Regions from separate parts of the Anser cygnoides genome. Here region 1 is linked to region 2. The links are chromatin contacts, called in public Hi-C maps. All regions are on one chromosome and are shown on one strand. Each heading gives the region's core, a stretch centred on a gene start, on an enhancer-like site or on the middle of the called end of the contact. The rest is flanking DNA. Distances are from core to core; before and after follow the strand shown. Region 1 overlaps LOC125182079 (a long non-coding RNA gene). Region 2 overlaps ATXN1 (ataxin 1).

The links. A called contact is a pair of places that touch in the nucleus more often than the background predicts.
Region 1: a contact with region 2 is called in a Hi-C map of liver, with 5 times the contacts expected there. The contact joins two enhancer-like sites. A contact is called at or near these places in 2 of 7 Hi-C or Micro-C datasets (both in liver).

The regions. Positions count from the first base shown.
Region 1 is chr2:54,686,800-54,694,055 of Taihu_goose_T2T_genome, forward strand. All of the region lies in intron 3 of LOC125182079 (a long non-coding RNA gene), which reads right to left. Among named protein-coding and RNA genes, the nearest start is that of ATXN1, 33 kb to the left of the region's middle. Within about 2 kb of position 4,047, at least 2 of the 3 cell types and tissues checked have open chromatin away from gene starts, as enhancers often do. A contact at or near this core is called in liver, where this site is marked.
Region 2 is chr2:54,502,556-54,509,220 of Taihu_goose_T2T_genome, forward strand. All of the region lies in intron 5 of ATXN1 (ataxin 1), which reads right to left. Among named protein-coding and RNA genes, the nearest start is that of GMPR, 110 kb to the left of the region's middle. Within about 2 kb of position 3,681, at least 3 of the 3 cell types and tissues checked have open chromatin away from gene starts, as enhancers often do. A contact at or near this core is called in liver, where this site is marked.

The sequences.
Region 1 (7,256 bases), core at 2,797-5,296, 180 kb after region 2:
AGTGAATGAACATCGCTGGTCTGTACGTGTCCTGCCCACCTCCAGCTGAGGACTTGCTGTGAGCGAGCTTGAGATTTTTGGAGCAAGAGCTGCAGTACTTTAATGAACTGGCACTGGTTAAAGGAGATCTTTGGCCAACACTGAGACTGAAGATGGATTAAAGGTGGCTTAGTTCAACCTTTGCTTCCTTATGCTGAATTTCATGAGATCAGCACAGGTAAGGACTGAGTGCTAAGCTATTATTTACTGCCTTTTGGATCTGCTGCTACAGTAAGTTCAAAGAGTAGCATGACCTGGCTCTTCCCAACTACCTTTGCACTTAGTAAAAGCTCAGGCTTCACAGTATGCCAAATACGTGTGGCATCAGGGAAAGAAACCCCATACATCACCTCCCAGGTGATTTTTAAATTGTGCTAAGGCTTTGCTCCTGTTTAAAAACTCAACTTTTTTTTCAAAGCTATTATTTCTGGAACACTCTAGTTGAAGTTGGAGGACTTCACATAGTCTCTTCTGTCTATGACCAGCAGATAGCTACACAGGAGAAGATATAAAAACCAGGACTGTCACCACTGCGTGTTCTGCAGCACACGCATTTCCATCCAAGAGAAGGTTTTCCCTAACAACACCTCAATTGCACTGATGCTACTGCAGAAGTCTTAGGTGTTACTGCTTATTTCTTGTGGCTTCACAGTTCCTGTTGGCCAGAAGGAGCACCCTCTTCCAGGCCAAATGATTGAAACACATGAAAGGGAGCATCCAGTGTACACAGTAAAATTGCAGGATGCGTCCTTGTTCCATTCACCTTTCTCCTCTCTTCTGTCCTCTCCATTCTGCCTCTGGGAGCATTGGAATAGGCCTGATGTGGGAAGTCCAGGGAAGTCAGTGGATTTATACAGATGTAACTCAGAGCAGAAGGTAGCTAAGAGGCTTTTAGAGTCCTCTGTTTCCAATTCCTAAATGTCCACTGACATTTCTGACCAACTTGCTTAGCCGACCACCAGATTAGCAGCCTTAGTTTGGTGTTTTACACCTCCTACACTCAGAATGTCAAATTATGTCATCCCACTCATGAGCCAAAAGAGCATGTCCCTCCATCCCATTCATTCGGGAGACAGGTAGCACAATGGCTGGCTCAGCCTGAAGTGCTCCATGCCTCAGGGCCATGAGTGTACCTGGACTTTTTACATCATGATCCTCTTCACCTCAACCTAGCACTGCCCAGGTGTATGTACCCTTCAGTTTAAAGCACATGAGGTTTTCTTGTGCTGGCACTGAACAAAATTACATGCTAATCCTTCTGGTATTAGTCAAATGGGGCTTAAAAATTGGCGCAGATGCTTTTCAGTTGCAAGATTTCCCTGGCAAGTGTGGACACTGGTCTCAGTCATGAATTCCCACAGAATCTAAGTTTTCGTTGAGAAAAAAAAAAAAAAAAGAAGAAGAAAATTAAGATTTATGGCAGCAAAAATAACCTTTCCAAGCTTGAAACTGATGCAAACTGATAGAACATTGGCTTCCTGAATCTGCAGAGAAACAGCTCCCGTGCTTGTGCTGCTCCTCCATCCCCGTGCTGCCAGCCAGCACCCGCCGAGTGAGATGACCAAGGCATCGTCCCAGTCTCCTGCGGGCCCCCCACGCCACGCAGGGAAGTCCAGCAGCCCCCTGACTTCATGCTGAAGCTTGTAAAAGCTAGAACCGGGGCCAGGAACGGGCACTGGAATGATTCACGAGAGATAACGATCCTGAAGAAAGGAGGCTGGAGGAAAGGATGAGTAACAGAAATAGCTTGCTGGCTTCCTCTTCAGAGAAGCAAGGAGGAGGGCGAGGGATGCTGAAATGAGAACACACTTTTTTTTCCCCCCGTGGCTACCAGGAAGTTGACAGGAAAAGAAAAGCCTGCTCTGGTTCAACAGCTACAAATGGGAGCTTCACCCTGAACAGGCACACGCTGGCTATAAAATGAACTGAATAACTGTATCTCCAAGCAGGGCCGTGCAGTCACTTCCTTGCAGGAATCCCCCAAACCCCAAGAGCTGGTAGGAGCAAGGGGCTGAGCTTTTCAGGAGGATGCTAATAACAGCTTGTGACAGAGGTTGTTCTGCCTTCCTTGAGTGGGGGTACCTAAATCAGTCTTGCAGGTATAACTACATTTCTTGAGAACTTTTTACAGATCTAAAATTGCACCAATTCCCATATACTTGTCCAGTGAAACAGTGAACATCAGCTTGGTGATTGTTCTGCCATGTTATGCTTTTTCAATGAAAACAAGTGTTATAAAAGAATAGAAAATTGATTGTTGGGATGCATTGTTATATTATTTTTTTTTCATATCCTGGATACCACACATTTGACTAAATCAGGGTGCTCTACTTGCTCTTCTCTTGACCACTGTCTATTTTTTATTCACCTTAGTCAACAGGACAGGCATAGCCCTGCTGGTATCTCAGCAGTCACTGGGACTCCCACAATCATTCAGAGACTTTCCTCAATGTAAATAATGTAAATTAATCCTTTTTTTTTTTTGATTCTATTTGATTTGGCTTAAGCCACATAATGCAGAATTCTGTCCCATCTGTCCCACTTAATTACAATAATTGCAGAACCTAAATTTGCTTCCAAACATCATTAATTAATATTATACTACAGGCTGGGTGGGTAAGGGGAGGAACTCCTCTATTTCCAATTCCTAAAAACCCCCAGCCAAACCAAAACATGGTCTGGAAGATTTTACATTATTTTTCAATGTCAGTGTTGAAGACTTAATAACCACAGAATGTGCTCTGTGGTCTTTATTAATTTCGTATCATCAGCAAACACTGTTTTCTGGCAAACATTTTTGCTAAAAACATCTTAACTTGAATTTTCCTCCGTGCCAATGTACAGGAGACTTTGCTCCAAGTAGGAAAATCTACATCACGGGATACATAAACCCTGCATGCAGTATTTAATTAGAAATTTTTGACCAAAATTTACCAGTTACCAGTGTCTGAATTAAGCCACAGATAACATTGCTTTAGACAGAGCAATCTGAACCAAACAATTGTAACCCTATCAGGTCGCAGGCAGGGGGGAAAAGCCATCTAGTGGACAAAAACGCAACTATACAACAGAAAATATTTTCACACACGAAGCTTTTGCTGGAGTTTTTTTTTTTCCATACTTCATCTGCAATACCACTTATCTAGGAATCCTCCAGAAGTTTCTGGGAAATCAGAGCTTACTGGAGAGCAACAACGTATTCTAAGCACAGGTTTTTGGCAGATTCTGTGATTTGCAATTGTCATAAAACTTCTCAGTGGTTTTGCTCCTCCTACCCCTCACATCGAAATTTATCAGCATATTTCTTCTTTCAATGCCGTGAGGGCCATCAGTCGGCTGAATATCTTATCACTAGATTCAACACTGTGTGCCAAGCAGACTGGCATTGCACAGGGTTTAAATAGCTGAGCTAATATTTAAACTTTTGTCCCCTCTGATCCCTGCAAAATAATGAGAAGAGACTTTGTGACTCTGTAAACAGACGAGCTGGACGGTGCTCGGGGAGGCTCGCGCTAAAATTATCCTGGAGGTCTGCAGGACGCGAGGTGTGGGGAGCACCACGCGGACGCTACCCCTCCAGCATCATCTCCTTTTTAACCTAAAAAGCAGGCAGAAGGGAACGAACTCTCCTCCCGACGTCGTTTGCAGCACTCACTGGCCTTTGCTGAAACGCTGCCTACCAGGGCCGTGGTGGCCTGTGCAGTGAGTTAAGCACCTGAATATATCCCCAGCAAACCAGCCTAGCTGTGCTCGGCTCTCCTCTGCTTTCTTTTGCGCTGGTGGCCACGGGGGAACAAACGTACCAGCTTTTTAATGTAATATTCTTGGAGGCCCAGCCCCCAGATTCACCCTCCTCTACCACAAAGTTCACAGCGTTTAGCCAGGCACTTTCAGCTAATCTCGAAGAGCAGATAATGATCAGTCATGCCCGGGCAAGCCAAAGTATTGAAGCCAAAGTATAATTTCTGTGGGATTACAGCAACCCAAACCACCATCATCAGAGACTATCCTGGGATGATGCAAACAAACATCTGTAACTCCTGCTGCTCCAGGCGAAATACTGCAGCGGGATTAGTGACCTGGTCTAATGCTCAAACAGCAGGTTTTGTTCCCCTTCCCGCACCCCTTTTGTCTGAGCTAATATATAACCCCAGAAACCCTGGCCTTTCATTAAAAAGGAGATTAAAAAGATAATCTTTCTCCACAGCTGGTTTCAGGAGCATCCCATGCAATGACTTCTACCCAAGTCGCCTTTGCCGGGGCGAGCATTTACCAGGAGGCCATTAACCCTGCACACGCATTGGATACACCACGTAAGCAGCAGCCACCTCCTCACGCTGCTCCTGTGTCTGCCCCAGCGTGAGGAACATCTCATGCATCACTTTTGAAGGAGCCACCTCGCCGTGCCCAGATGACCCCCGTGTCGCTGGGTCATGAGACAAGGCAACGGCAGCTCCCAAACTACCTTCCACAGACCTTCTCCGCCGCCTCTTATTCATCCCCTTCCTAATGAATCACAGCCCTTTCTCTCTCCTCTTAATAACCAAATAAGGATTTCAGGGCTTGGCCCATTCAATGCATTCTGTGTTTTAATACAGACAGGAACAGAATACAAAATACTGCCAAAAGTTAAGCAGCAGGGGCAACCTTTCTGCTATTTGCATGTCTACAGTTCCCGATTCAACAATGCCGACTTGCTGTTATGCACGACCGCAAGGCAAGGAATTCATAAACAATAATAATAACTCTCCAACTAGCCATGCAGAACTGCAGGACTGGCGCAGAGCAGGAAAAAAAAATGCTGCTTTGCTCCTTTACAAAGCTTGCAATATAAACTTTGCACTGTCAGTTTAAAAGTTTGGCATCTGCGTCTGCAAATGGGGAGGAACCCATTTTCAGATACTTGTGAAATATAAACTTCAGCTGTTGCCAAGCTCAGAGCTAGATTTGCTCCTTTTTATTTTTAAGTTTCCTGAATATGTGAAGAAACCCACAAAGCCGTTTTAGAGTTGTGTAGCTATGAAAAATGTACACGCTTCTGTTTTTTTTTTTTAAGCAGCACGCTCAATCATTGTAATTATTCCTTGAGAATGCTTTTTAAAAAACAGAACCGTGGCTATTTTTCACAGCTACAAAACCCTAAAACAGCTCTAGAGCTTTCTGTGAAACTTAACAAAAAAATTGCCTTTCAGCTAAGAACAGTAAAAATAGATCAAAAACCAATTAGCTGGCCCACATGGCAGAAGACAGGTGTGCTTTGGATGTGGTATTTATACAGAATCCAGATAATCATTTTTTCCCTTTCATACAGATTCCTGAGGACTATAAATATCACAAACATCTTTTTGCCAATGCCCGTCACATCCAGTTAAAACACTGTCCACTCGAAGAATAACCTTAGGACGCAGCCTGAAACATTTCATCCTGCCTCCTACCGAGCTCTGAAACTGAATTAACATTAAAAGCAGCAGACTGATGGGTGAATTATGGTAACAAGCCTTCAAAAGCAAAACCCAGTAAACTCCTTTAGAAAGCGCAGCCAGAGAGAAGGCTGGGAACGCTGAAACCAATTACAACTGCTTTAGTGTTACACCTGTTTAAATGAATGCCAAATCCAGCCCAGAATTATTTACATTATGTTATTAACAAAGGGACGTATGAGTAATGGGAAAACAGAAGTGGTTTATGCAAAACAGGCTCTACTGAAACCAGCTAAAAACTCCAGGTACTTGCGGCAGAAAACAAAGGCTGGGGTCAGGCGTGCTGCTCTGCCTGTCCCGGGGTCAGGCAAAGAGACTCCTGCACCTTGAGCCCCCACGGGCTGCTTGTCCCTGTCCGACGTGTGCCTGCCAGGGTGAATACGCACCTACCTGCCCCGTGTGCAATTCAGTTCGGATGATCTTCCTTCCCCATCTTCGATACTTGTATCAGAGGTTATTTTTTACAACTACATTGCTTAAGCAGAAACAGATTTAGGGGCTGATCAGACAAGGAAACTGTGCCAGGAGATCTGAAGCAGGACAGCCCTTTGCAGGCATACGGTGGGTGATGAGGAAATAAGGAGGCTGAGAGCATCCTTAGTAGTCTTACTAAAAAAGGAGAGATCACACCATTCTTCCAGTAACTTACAGCCCCTTCCTGCCTGCTTTCTAACATTTAAGTACCTACGTATGAGGTGGTTCCTGCTGTATAAAACACTTCATGTATGAAATCTTATGACAAGCAAGCAAAGGATGTATTTCTAAACAAATCAAACGCAAGGCTGGGAGCTAGAAGCAACTGAAGGAATTGGTCAAAATTGCAGGGATACCTGCTGGTCCTGGAGGCCTCTCCACAGCTCTTCTCGAATACCCCGACTTCACCTTGCCTTTAAATCTTGTCCAGTTCCTGAAGGTCCTGGCCAGTGGCCACTGATGGAAACTGACAGATCATCCACAGAAGTAGGTTTTCAAAACCACTTCCTCCTCCTCACTAATCCCATCCTCTCATTGAAAATGCCAGGCCACCTCGGACAAATGACTTCGGTCACGCTTTCCTGACACTTGGTTGGAACTAAAATCCCTTTCCTCTGGATTCAGCCTTTTGTGATGCATCTACTTTAACTAGTTCAGAAATTATTTCTCAACCCAGCCGAAATTCAAGCTGTCTCCTTTGCTTTCTGCAAGCACATTCAATGGATTTGACCTTGTGATAACTATTGTCCATTCCTGTCACAGCCAGAATACACATGATTCTCTTTGAGCATTTGTTCAACTCAGCAATGTGACAGAAAAAGACATCTCTGTATTTTACACCAAAAAAACTTTTACTAAAGGGCCCATTCCTTACAAAGAAGGTACATAACAAAGAAGAGCAAGTTTTCACAGTTCTGCTCCAGTTTCACCGGAGCAGCAAAACGAAGTGGCTGTGCCCCATCCCCATACCTAACACAAACACTTTGCAGATCAGAAAAGCCAGGATTTACAATGAACTGGACAGACTGCTGCTCCACACTAAAGCTTTTGGTAAATTAAGAACAGAAATAAAAGTTGTACAGCAAGCAGCACAGCACTGAGCACAGAAAGGCACGGTTCAGTGTTGCATTCAACGCACATCTCAGAGGACTTCGCTGGATCCTCCCTGCATCCTACAGAAACGCTCATTCCAAGAGTGGTTGAACACCGCGGAGTGACCATGGGCTCCAACAGAAGTCTGGGAGTCTGTTCCCAAGAAGCTCC
Region 2 (6,665 bases), core at 2,431-4,930:
TATATATTACACATACGGATATATCCAAGGCCTTTGGATTCTCGTTCCATACTCGACACATGACGTGATGTAAAAGAAAGCAGATCTGAATTTGTCAGAAAGCAGCATTTCATGCTGCGACTGGAATATGTACATTGCTAACAATTAACATAATTGTAGTAAGGAAATGCATTCAGGGAAACTTTCTTCAAAAGTTGCTCCTCTTCCTTGGATAAGCAACCAACCAAACTAACCCCCAGAGAGTTTAGGGAAACTGAAAATTTACTAGTGTATTTATTATGCAAGTTTATTTTATTTTTCTCTCATTCAGCCAGACACCCACATTCTTGACAGAGTAGAGCTTGAAAAGATTTTTTTTTAATTTAAAAACTACAAACAGAAGAAAAATACAGGCTACCACCTGCCTCTGCAAATCTTTTAAGCGTGCACTTGTGCTTCTGTGAACGATGCAACTGACTAGCCCATAAAGAATAATATTCAAACACAGGAGCAATATCCCACCCTACAACAGGGCACAGGCTCAAAAGGCAACATGACAACGCACGTCTGCACGTACGTAAAATGCTGTCCTGAACCAGGGATGTCATGCTGTGAGATGGAGAGAGGCTGATTCATCCCAGGGCTCAGGAAAGAATGCTACCCACTGTGGCAATGGGAAGGCACTGCTGTGGGGCTGCCCTATTTCCATCTGGGACTTGCCAGGTAAGTGCATGCTCCTCTGTGCGTATGTTGTCGATGTGCAGAATCACATCTATGCTTTGGATTTATAAAAAAACGCACAAGCCAGGCTTACGGTTTACACACTACACGCAGTTAGTTTGTACCTGTGCAGGGCAAAGGCTGGTATTTCCACACCTAAACCCACAGAGTTTCACACACTGCATTAGGGCTCCAACTGAGCCACCAGAGGCACAAAAACCTCAGGACAAAGGCAAAAATATTATCACCACTGTTATTACTTCTATTTTCTTTCTTTTTTTTTTTTTTAAGGCCTCAGATTCCAAGCAGGCAAAACCTTTAGGCCAGAAAAAGAAAAAAAAATATATGCCTGGGGAAATCCAGAAGCTTATTTATGGCAGTTCTACATTAGGCTCATGAAACAACAGAGGATAGACCCAGTCCTGCTACCTCTCCAGGAAGGTCTGGCTCCCACAAGAACCAGGACCGGGACCAAGACCAGGACCAGGACCAGGTCCGTGGCCACCCCTGGCCCTGCCCTGCCTGCAGCATCACCAAGAAGCTGCACTTCGCTTCGCCGTGCCACCCATTTCCCTTTGCTGTCATTCCCAAACTTCTCCCACTGCAAGCAGGGAAGGAAAGGCGACGTGGCTGGAGGGAAAGCTGACCCCAGACACAGCAGGGGCTGTGGTACCTGAGTGGTGCACCCAGCAAATGACCCCACTGCCACTACATTCCTCTGGAGCAGGCCAGAAATTACACCACCGCTGGTTTTCCTTTGGCGCTCCCAAACTGAGCAAAAAAAAAAAAAAAAAGAAGCAGAGCAGAAGGAAAAAGCAGGGAACGTCATCGCATATTTGTTTGTCATAAATTATGCTTGGGAGGGCATCGGGCACAGCAAGCCGTCACTGATCAGAGCTGGTTTTGAGCTTCATGATGAGGGTTAGCTGGACACCTCCTCTCCACCCCCATCCTGACTTCGTCAAAACAGTCTCCTTGTGTTGCTCTGGTTATCTCTTGGAAGGGGAAATGTTTTCCTTTCAGTGCACAGGACAATATAGCCCTTTAAGGCCTAACAGGAAAGTCTCTACCCAAAACAAATGTGCTTCTGGTGAGAAAGTCCGAGGTGCCGAATGCTCAGACGAAGCAGGCGAGCCCACGCGTGTGTGCCTATCTGCTCGGCCCTGCCTCAGAGAGAAAACATGGTGGCGACCCCTGTGCCAGGCTGGGATGTGCAAACACAAACCTGTGTGCTGTGGGGCACGGCAGCTCCTGGCTGTTGTGATTTTGTCTGGGAGAGGGCAGGACCCTGACAAAGTCCCCAGTGGTTTCTTCAGTGGAAATTCAGCTGGTCTCCTGATGGCGAGCGCCCTGCCATGTGAGGCTAGGCCATGGTGCTGGAAGCGAGGGGAATGGCTGGTTGGATCTACCAGCAGCTCTAGGGAAAGTGCCACCCCACCAGGCCTGGGGTGAAAACACTGTGCCTTTTGCAGATGGTGAGGTGGCAAGCCTTTACGAAGAAGCGTTGGTGCCTGCAAGTGAAATAACTCCTGCAAGGCTTGAAAGCAGCATGCCCCAGGCCTGTGGAGGAGCACAGCTATCGAGTGCGGCACAAGAAGCTGAAAAGCAGGGGCCTTGACAAGCCAGCTCAAGAATTGTTTCAGCCTGGCAAAGGAGAGAGCGATATGCAGGAGATTATCCAGACACAGCCCACAAGAAGCCGATTACAACGAGTATTTCAGAGAAGTGAAGGCACTTCCAAAAAGCTATGCCCCATCAGCTGTGTCAGGACCTGAGGCAGCTGAGGAGGCCCCGCTGCCGGAAGGCACGGCACGCAGACACAACAGCGACGCTGTTTGGGCCGCAAGTGTGAGCAGCCCCCAACCCTCATGCCACAGGCCGCTGCTGAAGGGCCGGCTTCGTGCCACCACGTCCTGCCACACGGCCACGGCCTCGAGAAACAGGCACCCTGCCTGCAGGGAGCCCGAGGAACTGCACTCCATTTCGTGTCGGTGCCGATAGGAAATCGCAGGGGGCTGCCAGCAGAACAAGAATATCTCCCTCGCCCAGGGTATGCTGAGGCATGCAGACTATAATTGCAGGCACAACCCTATTTTCACTGCACCTTACTACCCTGGAAACACTCAGAGCAGCCGCTTTGAAGGGGCTAATCCACCCACTGCAGTATTTCTGGTAATGACTCACAAAATCCCACACAATTCTGATACCATTTTCTTGATAAAACCAGCTGCCGGAGTGAAACTATACATTTGGTTCTGAAAAAAAAAAAAGAGAGAAAAAAAAAAGAAGAAGAAATAAATAAATAAAAAAAAGGCAAAACCCTACTAGTTGTTGCTAGTGAATACGAGGCCAACAAGCATCAGGAGGTAGCAGCACAAGCCGAAGGCTGCAGAGACCCTCTGCAGACAGGGGCTAAACACTGGACTCTGCGTCCTGCCACCAATAATTTGTCCTGTTGTACGTTGCAACTCACACAGATGTTCGCATAATGTATTGCATATGAGCAGCAAAAGGAGCATTCATTTCAAGAATGACGTGATTGTCTGTGTGGTAAGGATAATAAGGGAAAACTTTCAACATGCGTCCAGTGATACAGCGAAACGAGAAGCCAAACTGTTCCCAGTTGTACTCAGACGGCTTCTGATGAAGTCAGTGACAAAATTCAGACAAGATTTAATAGCGGTCTTTCTTCGTCTTATTTAAAAACCTGAATTAAATTCTACTCAAGCATCTTACGATGAGATTCAGGAGCACAAAACATACCAGAGCATCACAGTGCTCACTCACCACCACAGAACATTAACTGAACTTGCTCGGAAAAAAATGTTTGACTATTTATAGAGAAGCCAAGGGAAAGAAAAAAAAAAAAAAGATGCTTGCTGAGTTGTTTTTTTTTTTTTTTTTTTTTTGGCAGGCTTCACTTGAAAGCAGCCAAACTCCCTTCTGCTTCTGTAAGGCAAAGGAACAGAGCACTGGGTGTGCTGAGGTCACAGGAAGAGAGCACTTAAGCTTGTGCTTAAATTCGGGACAGCATTGTACCAGGTGTTCGGTCCTACAGCTACCAAATTCCTGCCTAAGTACTGCCTTAGAAGAAATTCCGTTTAAATACTGCCTTAAAGAGGGATGCTTTGCTGAGGCTGTTCTTGAGCGGTCCTTGTAGGACTCCAACCCAAAGCCTACTGTGGATTAGTGCCTGACATTTTGCTCACTCTGAGGGATGCAGGACCAAGGCATGGGACAGAACACCCAGCACCTTGTTCAAGTGCTCTGCACCCCGTGGGATGGAGCGGTCCTGCAGTGCCGGCAGGCTTTCTGCATGAGGGCTTGGGAAGGGATGCTGGAGTAAATTCACCCTTGTGACAAGGAAAGCACATACTGAAATTTGCATTTGGACCACTTTCACAGTAGAAAAGAAAACAAATTTGGGTTGAAATAGCTGGCTTGCAGGAACATGTAGCATGTGAATGCCAATAACCTCTAACTCAATGATCTATTTTTATTTGATGATTTCAACTTAAAATGCTGAATGAATTCCTGAAGAAACAAAACGTACATGAGAAAAACGCAGGTAAAGTAATTTCAGAGGTTCCAGCAACACTTAAAAAGCATACGTGTCTCTCAAAAATAACACAGATTGTAAAGGGCTCCGAGAGCGAGTTCCCACGTCATCCTCCCTATAATAGCATTACTATCACCAGACACGAGCATGCTTCCACCTTCCCTCTCAGCTGGGCAAAAGAACAAGTTTGAAGAGCTGCCACCGGTTCAATGAACTCAAAGACTGCGAAACTGCACTGTCAGCTGGTTGTAACATGTCACCTCCAGTCTGTTGCTCGACTGATCTGAGCACCCAGAGCACAAGAACTCTGTGCTGTCTCCTTGTCCTGATGTTTTCTAAACCAAAGAGTAAAAGTCAACGCAAGACGGCAGAAGGCAGTCACTTTGGAAAGTTGAGCAGCATCACGAAGCAAAACTGCTAACCTTATTTTGGCAAGGTGAAAGATTTGTATAACACTTTTCCCTCCTACTAAATGTATTTACTCTAAAAAATCGATTTCCTCTGTCGCTATTTATTGCTGCACGTTGCTCAGTGGTTCTGAGAAACTGCATGGAAAATCGCAGTGTTACACTTGTTAAATTGACCCTACAGGGCCATACCACCAGTACGTGCATCATCCCAAGAGGCAAGTCTGCCAAAGTCATGCTGTGCATATCATCACTAAACCCAAGAGAAAATGCAAATTTGGCTGTATCATAGCTTATTTGCATAGCTTTCCATTGGTTTTGTACAACCTTTTCACAAAATGCCAATTTACTTCCTTTTCCTACAGCTTATTGCCAGTGTGAGATATTTACAGCTTTTATACAAGGCAGATTGAGCAGTTAAAACATTAGAAGACATAATTAAATACATTTTGGAAATAGAACATAGCCTTTGAGATGATGACACAAGGCACAGGACTTTGGGACACAGAAATACCAAGGCCCCTTTGCAAAGGTGCAGAACCCTCTCTCTCACACGCTCGAGAGCCGCACAGCTTTTTCTATTTTTTATCTGATCTGCAAAAGCAGAAATATTTGCTTGCAAACTATGAAGGGCCTGAATCCAGTTACTGAGTACACATTTCACTCACATTGATATCAGAATGGATGGCTGCCAGTTCAGTGTCTTGGCTGGCGTTCAAGCACGCTGATTGCTGAGCCTCCTTGGATTCTGAGCTCACGATTTCAAAAAAAAAAATAAAGAAAAAAAAAATCCCTGAACACAAAAAAACCCCTCCACAAACATTTCTGAGATGCTACTGGGCTAATTTCCCCCCTCTCCTCCATTGTAAGTTCATTCTCTGGAATTGAACATGTACAAGCAGTGTCCTCTGTCAAGGCAAGCAGCTAGGGAGTTTGGGCTTTTTCTGCAGGGCTACGATACAATAAACGGCAGGTTTCTCCTGGCCAAGCCATTTCCACACGTGTAACAGGACCAGCCTTCATTCAAGTCAGCAACGGTGGCAGAGACCTGTTTATACTTTTATATCTTAACTTGAAATTAAAAAAAAAAAAAAAGAAAAAGAAGAAATAAATGCTTAAAACGTTCTGAGACTTCTGTCAACGCCGGGTGAGGGAGCACAGAGTGACCGTTTGCCTTACACAAACCCTTTTTTCCTTCCTTTTTCCTCACTACTAACGACCAAGCGTCAGCAGATTCAAAGGCAAGCCAAGAGCCCCTTGAAGCCACCCTGCTCCCAAACGCCTGCTCTTGGAGCGCGCTGCAAAGCGCTGGCACAGCGTGCAACCCCTGCTCTCCGGCGTGGCAGCAGATGCTGTGGATCAGGCCGCTCAGACGCTGCAGTTGAGCCTGACAGGTGTTTGTTAACAGCCTCTACGATGCATTTGGGAAGGGCAGCCCGGGAGCGTAACGTGTTTTACTGTGACAGTTTAATAAGCCGAGCGCAGGCAGTGCAGTGCCTTATTTTCTACGACTCCGAATGGAAGTCGCTAAGATCTGGACTGCACGGTGGCGATACACATGCAGCCCAAACCATGGCAGGGGTCGGCACACACTCACACAGCACCTCCAAAACTGGTGGGCAGCTGGACCTGCTCCTGCCGGGTCCGTCTGGGAACCTCTCTGCTCTTGGCAGGCTCCGTCCTCTGGGTATTGCCACCGCTCGGTGAAATCAGGTACACCTAGTCAACGGTAATTGCCTGGGCTAATTATTAGAAAATTCAATTTATGCTAATCTGCCTGAGGGGAGGGGAGTATAAAATTAACTTGACACATTTATTTAACTTTTTACAGTGTTATTATTGTTACTTAAAATTTATGACAGCATTGTGCCCAGAGGCCTCAGCCAGGATAAGGATCCCAGTGTGCTCGGGATCCCACCGTGCACGCACGACTGTCCTCCCAGCCGAATTTCGAGGCAAAAGCCCTGTCCCTGCAAACTTTCAGGGAAGCGCTCCCCAGA